2 separate regions of the Oryctolagus cuniculus genome follow, and region 2 is linked to region 1. The links are chromatin contacts, called in public Micro-C maps. All regions are on one chromosome and are shown on one strand. Each heading gives the region's core, a stretch centred on a gene start, on an enhancer-like site or on the middle of the called end of the contact. The rest is flanking DNA. Distances are from core to core; before and after follow the strand shown.

Region 1 (4,300 bases), core at 115-2,614:
CAGGAGCTTCCTCCAGGTCTTCGAGGCAGGTGCAGGGGCCCAAGTACTTGGGCCATCCTCTACTGCTTTCCCAGGCCATAGCAGAGCTGGATTGGAAGTGGAGGAGCCGGGACTTGAACCAGCGCCCAAATGGTATGCTGACACTGCAGGCGGCAGCTTTACCCGCTATGCTAAAGCGCTGGCTCCTGCTCATTTTTTAAAATGTATATTTAAAAGTTTCATTCTTTATTTTTCATTTTATTTAAAAGGCTGAGAAATATCTTCTGTCCCCTGGTTCACTCCCCAGATGGGGCCTGGACTGGCCCAGGCTGTAGCCAGGAGCCCAGAACTCAATCCAGGTCTCTCACTTGGGTGGCAAGGACCCAAGCACTTGGGCCATCACCTATTGTTCCACATGTTTATCAGCAGGGAGCTGGATGGGAGGAGCTGGAACTCAAACCAAGAATTCCTATGGGGGTGGGGAGGGGAGTCTTAACCTTTGCCCAAAGCTCTCGTGTTTTTAATTCTAAATATGAAGTGGTTTTATCATCCATACTTCATTGACAAGGCATTGGAGGCTTAAAACTTTGAAATTAATGATACACCCAGAATCTCAAATTGACAGGACAGAGATGCCAATACCCAAGTGAAATGTTCGAAGACGTTATTTTATTATTTTATTACATAATTTTTAAGCCAAGGGCTGCCAAGGACTTGATCCAGGCTTTAGATAAAGGAGGCTGCAGATAAAGGCCGCCAAGGGAGGACTGGTTAAGAGAGCGCCAACAGGCTATTAAAAATCGTTCAACCTGGGAACAGAGAAGCATCTGCCCCCCGGATGGGCGTTAGGATGGGTAGCGATTTTCTCCTCCCTGCAGGTAACTTCCTGGCTACGGAGATCCAAACAAATAATGCCTTTTCTCCTAGGGCCAACAGGGATCAGATACCCCTAGGTTTGCCACAAGTACGTAAGCTCTCTCAGGCTGTTTAAAACAAACAAAGCCGTGTTTAACCTCATCTAAATCCCGGCTGCAACCGCACAGGGCTGCCTCGGCACGCGGTAGCAGCTCCCGGGTATTCACTACCCGGTTACTGAAACCGGCTTTCCAGCATCTCCAAGTTCCTGGGGAGCGGTCCTGCGCGAAGACCGCTCGCAACCAGGAGGGGGCGTTCCAAGCATGTCAAGTTCCTACGGCGCGAGACACAATAATGGAGCAGCAGGCTGCACGCGGAATTCCAGTCGTCACCAGCGATCCGGGGACGCGCGCAGACGCGCGGGGTCCGCTTTTTTAAAACCAGCCCCAGACCACGTGGCCGCCGGCCGCTCCGCTATTGGTCCTCGGCATCTCCCTCTCGGCTTTGGCGCCGAACCTTTTCCCTCTTGTGGGCGCGCCCATTGGCTCCGCGCTTAGAGGGAGCGCGGCCCAATCTCACGGTCCCGTTTTCTCCGATGGAAGTTTCCGACTAAGTCTCCGGAAAGGGCCAGCCACAGCTTCTCAGAATCAAGTGAAACCGAGCCGAGAACGCTGTAGAATGCTGCTTTTTCCCACAAAGAGAGAGCTAACTTGAACCTGTCGCCCCCTACACTCAGTTGGGGCTGCGAGTGTGGTTCCGTCTGAGGGGCGGACTCCGCCTCCCCGGGAGCCGCCATTTTGTTTGGCTGGAGGGGAGCGAGCGGCGCCTTGGGGGAGGGGTCGCGTAGACGCCTCACCTGACACTGCCGCCCCTCTGTTGCAGTCCAGGGGAGAGGTCTTTTCCCCGGCTTGGGGCGCGGAACCATGTACATAAAACAGGTGAGGCCTATGCGTCCCTTCCAGCCCTCCCAGGCCTGTGAGGACCCCTGCTTGAGGCGGGGGTGTCGCGGAGCCAGCCGCAGGCTGGACCTAGGGCTTGCGGGGGAGGGGAGGGACCCCAGCTGCGCGAGCGGCGGGGCTGCGCGGGCTGCGGAGAGCAGGGGCGTTCGGATCCGAGTGCGCTCTTCTGCAGCGGGCAGGACCCCTGAGAGGGGCCGAGGGGCCGGAGGGGCGGGCCGGAGGGACCGGGCCTTCACCGGGCGGGCCCGCGCCGGGGGCGGCCGCTGGCGGGAAGGTTGTGTCGTCCACGGACCACTTGCGTGGCAGGTGTGGAAAGGCCCGGCCCGGGAGCGTCGCTGGCACTGGCGGAGGTGTCCGCTGTACCCCGGGGGAGGCCCTTCGGCTCCCCGGATGCCCCGCGAGGGAGAGGGGACGGTCTTGGTGCAGGGAGCGTAACGCGCCCACAGCCAGTTGTTTACTTCTGTCAAATGGTCTTCCCGCGCGGCTTGGGGGCAGCGGTCTGTTGGGTGCGCGAGGTACCCTCCTCTGCGGGGTGGGTACCTTCGTGCGGGCGGGTGCGGGTCCTTGGGAGGGTCCAGGAGGCGGGACCCGTCTCCCTGCTGGGGGTCGCTAGACCTTCGGACGGCGTGGGAGCTCTGCAGCTTATCGGCTGTAGCTCAGAAAACAACTCTGCACCGGCAGCAGTTCCTGGACAAAGGGCTGCTTTTAACAGGTTTTTAATCACCATTTTCCAGCGTGAGTTTTGCTTATGTGAAACTGGAAGTTTTCGAACGTGCATTGGGATGAAAGACATGCAAAAGAAAAATGTTGATGTCGCAGTATTTCTTTTTAGGAGGGTTCTCAAAATGTCTCTTATTTATTAGGTGATTATCCAGGGTTTTCGAAGTTACAGAGATCAAACGATTGTAGATCCCTTCAGCTCAAAACATAATGTTATTGGTAAGTGTTTGCGGCTTACTGGGTCAGATTGATCTATAACAATGTAGAGCCTCTGTCCATCTGTACCTATAGGCTTAAAGGGACAGGAATTGTCTTTGAATATGAACGTTTTTTTCCCTCTGTGAAATAATTTGCGTGTCTTTAACCTGCACTGATGAATTGCTTGCTTTAAACAAAATGTTTGGATAACTCAATTATAAAACTTACTCATTTGTATGTATCAACAAATTTTAATAGCTTATAAGTTTTTAGTGACTGACACTAAATTTAGCTATTCTGTCCTTGACTTGTCATATCCTAGTTACAGTGTTCGCTAGTGTGTTACTTCAAAGATGAGCATTCTTTGTTTACAAAGGTTGTTCTCAGATTTTTTTTTTTAAAGATTTATTTATTTGAAAGAACCTAGAGAGAGGGAGAGACACAAAAAGAGAGATCTTCCATCCATTCACTGGTTCATACAGGACACAAAATGTTTTCTGGCATTCTGCTGTTTTAAAGAAGAGATGAAACCAAGTGCTTCTAGACACCAGAAAGCCTTTCTGTGCTGTTGACATAGTTCTGCTATACAGAGTCCTCATTGCAGGGCTTATTAATTTGTCAGGGCAGATAGAACATGCCAGACTGTGGCTTAAACAACAGTTTTATTTTCTTACAGTTCCGGATGCTAGAAGTCAGTGATCAGGATGCCAGCACGGTTGGGTTTAGGAGAGGGCTCCCTGCTTGTCTTCCAGAAAACTGCCATTTTGCTCTGTGCTCACAAGTTCCATCCTCAGGATCTCTTCTAACCCTGGTAGTCCCAAAGGCTGCCCATGACTTCTTGGAGTTTAGGATGAGAGCATGTGAACCTCAGGGGGACACAGTGAGTCCGCAGGACAGTGAGATTCCTGTATAAAATCAGTAAAGAAGAATGACCTTTTTTTTTTTTTTAATTTATTTATTTGGTCCTGGCATTGTGTTGCAGTGAGTTAAGCCACTGACAATACATATGTTGCATGTGTCACATACGGGTCCTGGTTAGTGTTCTGGCTGCTCCACTTCTGACACAGCTCTCTGCTAATGGCCTAGGAAGAGGGGTGGAAGATGGCCCCAAGTGTTTGGGTCCCTGCCACCCATATGGGAGATGTGGATGAAGCTCCTGGCTCTTGGCTTCTGCCTGACTCACCTCTAGCCTTTGCAACCAGCCATCTGGGGAGTGTGTACCAGCAGATGGGAGGTACCTCTTTCTGTCTCTCCCTCTCAAATAAATAAATAAATACAGCTTAAAATTTTTTATGTATTTGAAAGGCAGAGCTTAGTGAAGGGGACACACACATACACAGAGAAAGGTATCTTCTATGTACTGGTTCAGTTTCCATATGCCCACAGCAGCTGAGGCTGGGCCAGGCTGAAACCAGGAACCTGGAATTCCATCCTCATCTCTCTCGTGAGTGGTAGGAACTGAAGTACTTGAACCATCATCCTCTGCTTCCCAGGTGCATTTTCAGGGAGCTGGGTCAGAAGTGGAGAAGCCGGGTCTGCAGCGGTCACTCCAGTAGGGGATGCTCGCATTGGAATGCCGGCTTTGTTGC
Region 2 (4,135 bases), core at 499-2,998, 320 kb before region 1:
CACCTTCGCAGAGCCACACTCAGGGCCTGCGCGGTTAAGGGAGCCAGCGTCGGCCACGCAATTGTGCGGGCGCTGTGAAGAGCACAACAAGGGCTGTTGTCGGGAGCTCGGCGGTGCGTTCCGTTCTTTCTCTCCTTGCCTGTTTTCCCGGAGTGCCTGGGCTGCGGGAGCTGCGCGTCGCCGGCTGTGCGGTTATTCCTGCGGGGGGCAGGGGGTGGGCTGGGTGTGCACTGGCCTGGAGGGGAGTTTCTCAAAAAGCCCGAGCCGGCGGGGAGCTGGCCGCAGACGTGGTTTTGTTTGCTGTGTTTGCTTTTGTTGCGGGGGGGAGGGGCGCGATTCCTTTAGCAACCCCCCCCCCCCGTCCCGGGTCTCCGGAGTCTGCCCGGCGGCTCTGGCTCTGAGCGGGGGTGCACCCGAGAGGGCACCTTGGCACTGCGTGGCCAGCCTGACCCCCCACCCCAGGAGGTCTATCACGGAGGCGGCCGGAGCTTCCTCCGCGTCCCGCACCCGCAGACAATTGGAGCCCTCCCCGCCCCACCCCCCGCCGCCCTGGCCGCCGCCACCTCCTTGTTTACCCCGTGCCGGGGCTCCGGCGTGGCCACCAGTCACGTAAGCAGAGAGCCGGGCGCGCCGGCCCGGGCTGCCCCGCGCGGGGCGGGCCCGCGGCGGCAGAGTAGGGCGCGAGAGGCTGGTGGAGCCGAGGGGTCCGCGCGGCAAACCCACCGGCCCGAGACAGGGGCTTGGGAAAGCCTGGGCGCCCCAAGTCAACTTCGTGTGCGTAATCAGCCCCCGGCCCTGCAGCCTCCCTCCTCCGGCCGGCTCCCCGCGGGACTGTTTTTAGCTCTCTTCGCCGCCGGCGTTTAGCTCTCAATGACGTGATGCCAACGGCCCCCCAGTTTTCCCCCGAGAGCGTGGGTCGCTGCGCCGTGCCCGCCTCGGCACGGGAGACCCGGCTCCAGGCCCGCGCCCCCTCCCCAACAGCTTACGCAGCCGGGGGTGACCTCCAGCAAACTCTGTGCGACCATCCGCCCGGCCCCCGGTTCTGCCCCCTACAAACAGGAGCTCGGCCCACCAGGGCCGCGTGGGCTCCCCACTCTCCGGCCCGCCCCCAGCTCGGGCTGGGGCTCGCGCACGGAAAACGGCGGGCCCTGCGTCTGGTTTCACTGGGGGCGCTTCTTGGCGCTGGCGGCGCTCGCCGCTGTGTTCTGCTCGCTGCACACAATGCCCGCGCGTCACGGCGGCCCGCGTGTGCACAGCAATAACGCGAGTCGGGGGGCGGGTCGTGCGTGCGCCGGGCTCGGGCACTGCGGGTCGCTCCGCGCGCGCGGGGCTTGTTTTGCTCCGGAGCTCCGCTTTCCGAAACGCTTACATCATTCGGTCGTTGGGGGAGGGAGAGGCAGCTGGGCGTTCCGATAGGATTCCAGCGTTTCCCAGGTCTCTGGGTTTTGGAAGGAAGCAAGGACCCTAGCTTCTTCATCATTAGTGTGATGAGGGGGCGGCGGGGGGCTCGGGTTGGGTTTGTTGTGCAAGTCTTTTTATTTTTATTTTTTAGGTCACTACTGCAAAGGGCAATGCTGACCGGCTCAGGTGCACAACCTCCCCGCCTTCATTTCGGCGAGTTCCCCTGTAATCGCTTGATCTCAGTTTCTCCGCCTCCTCCTCCTCCCCCTCCCAGCTAGAGACACATGGTTTCCACATGGAGACAAACTTCTTTCCTCCGACTGGACTTGACCTAGCTGCACCGTTCAGCCAATAGGCAGCGTCCGTTCTCTCTGACGTCACGCGTTGCTGAGGCCGGAGGCTAGGGGGTGGGACCAGGACGCGAGCCAGGCTATCTCTGGGAGCTGTCGTGCAGCCAGCTGGTCCAGTCCCTTCTTAAAGGGACTCTGTTCTCCCCGGAGACGAGTGTCGGGCCTCAGTGCTCCATTTCGGGTCCTGTGAAACCTTCCCGAGACGCTCCGATAGGCAGTCGCACGTTCCGTTTGCCCTGCTGTTTGCGAAGCGCTGGCTTGGCAGGAGCTTGCCTTATTTTCCATTGTAACCAGAACGGCTTTTCACTGCCCGCTGAGGTTTCCGTACTGGGAGTGTTCACCAAGTTGTGGTCACAGTGCTGAATTATTTCCAGTAGATGGGGTGAGTTTTCTTGAGGGAGGAAGGAGTTCATATTAAGCCACCCGGTGTTGGCAGCCCGCTGTGTGCGAAGCATGGGATTCCCTAGGAAATTCTGACTGATGTCGCAACATCGAAGGCCTCCAGAGAGATATCAGCCATGGGGCTGTGGCGTGGTATCACATTTCCAGAAACTAGAAGTCCCCTCGGATGGTATCACCTATATGCACTTGGAGAGGGGGGTCAGGGTAAATGCAGACTGACTAATCACTGGAGAAAGACTTAGTCCCTGTTTTGGAAAAAGAACTGAAGGGGGAAAGGAGGTGCGCTGAGGGATGCTAGCTGGCCGGCAGGTGAGTGGAAGAAGCTGTGGTGGCGAGAAAGGTGTGCAGCCCGGAAACAGCCTTGTCCATGCGCAGGGGGAAGCTGGCTTTGGAGGCAGCGCCTGATACAGGGAAGGAGCCAGCTCTGCAGTGGCTTACCTGGGCTGGTGGGCGGGGTGTTTTCCTAGGGGCTGGGGCAGGCCAAGCAGCAGCCTCTTCCTCTTGCTGGAGGAAGCTGCTGTTGTGTGGTGTCACTGGGACCCACCCTGCCTCCCTGACCTAATCTCTGCCCCACCGTGAAACCTGCCTCCTGTCCAGCAGGTCCACCAGCAAGCCAGCCTCACAGTCATGCCTCTGTGCTTAACTCAGATCATCCCTCCGTCTAGATGCCCTCATTCTCTTCCTCCCTGGGGGTTATCTGTACTCGACTCCCTTCAAGACTTAGGTCAGCTCCCACCTCCTCCACGAAGCTTCCCCTAGCTATTTCAGCCCACTTGCCTCCATTTCTTAAGTCAGAACAGTTGAGAGAATGTAGGCTTTGCAGTCACATGGAACAGGGGCCCAAATTCCTATTTCACTGCTTATTGGTCTTGTGGACAGGAGTCACTTAGCGTCTCTGAGGTTCCCTTTTTGTTGTTGTTGTTTTTGGTTTTTCTGTAAAAGGGGTATAATTTTAGAACCACCCTCATATCATTGCTGAATAATTAAATGAAGCACTGCATTGAAACATTTAAAGTATCTGAAATATAATAGGTGCTCGGTGAGAAGTGACTTCTCTGAGCTTTGATAAACAGTCCGTGCAAGTCGCTCCTGGCTTCCTGTGCAGTAGCTTTATCCTCACTGGGAGATTATTAGCATCGAAAGGGAGAATATCGTGTACAGCATTTCAGCATATGCCATCCTTGCATGTAGCATACTTCTGGCATACAATAGCCACTTGATATGGAGTGGGTACATTTGTAATTTGCTGGCTATGGCACTGTGATGAGATTTGGAAGCCAGGGGACACATGGCCAATATTCCGATGGCTTGGAGAACAGTTGGTCTTACCGTTGAGTGGTAATACCAGGACCTGCAAGGAGATAGTAGGTCGGGCTCTGAGAGCTGAAACTGCATTCTGTCTACTGCTATGACCCTATGACAAGCTACTGGCTTAGAAAGTAAGGGACTGAAGCAACTTACGCTAAAAGGGAAGACGGTTCCAGTGGGTCACGTTTCGGTGGTGAGAGCTGTCCTGTGACGGGTTCATCCATTCTGCAAGGATGTCTCAACTGTCTCCTATGTGCAGTTGTTCTCCCCCCACCCAAGTGTTGTGGGCTGATTGACAGCGGGGTGGAGTGGATGTTTGTTTTCAGTTGAGCTGTGTGAAGAACATTCTTAAGTCAGGCTCCTATTTCCTCTGCATCTTAAATTATGTTTCCCACATTCAACTTTTTTTGCAATTTTAAATATGATCTCTGCTCGCTGGTAAATGCCAGCAGTAGGCTTTGAGGCTATCATTGTGGCTTTCAGAGACCCAGAACGCCCTGGGACCGGGCGCTCTGTGAAGAGGATCCAGGGGAAGGAGACAGGTTTTAGGAAGCTAGAGAAGCTGGCGGGGCAGGGGAGGAAAGGGGCTGTATCACCTCCAGGCAAAATAGTGTCTGCTTACCATCCCTGTCCTTGGTGCAGTCGCTCTCCCACTGCCACTCCCAGAAATGGGG

Evidence for each region. Hi-C and Micro-C count contacts between places; a contact is called where the count stands out from the background.
Region 2: a contact with region 1 is called in a Micro-C map of ear pinna, with 2.8 times the contacts expected there. The contact joins the enhancer-like site here to the promoter of SMC3 in region 1. A contact is called at or near these places in 2 of 6 Hi-C or Micro-C datasets (ear pinna and an unstated tissue).

The regions. Positions count from the first base shown.
Region 1 is chr15:19,725,490-19,729,789 of mOryCun1.1, reverse strand. SMC3 (structural maintenance of chromosomes 3) reads left to right here and starts at 1,364. Exons shown (of 29, transcript XM_002718739.5): 1 at 1,364-1,772; 2 at 2,657-2,732. The coding sequence starts at 1,758.
Region 2 is chr15:20,044,859-20,048,993 of mOryCun1.1, reverse strand. All of the region lies in intron 1 of MXI1 (MAX interactor 1, dimerization protein), which reads left to right. LOC103351424 (a long non-coding RNA gene) reads right to left here. Exons shown (of 5, transcript XR_011382283.1): 5 at 2,529-4,135. Among named protein-coding and RNA genes, the nearest start is that of MXI1, 3.9 kb to the left of the region's middle. Within about 2 kb of position 1,748, at least 7 of the 8 cell types and tissues checked have an H3K27ac peak or open chromatin away from gene starts, as enhancers often do. A contact at or near this core is called in ear pinna, where this site is marked.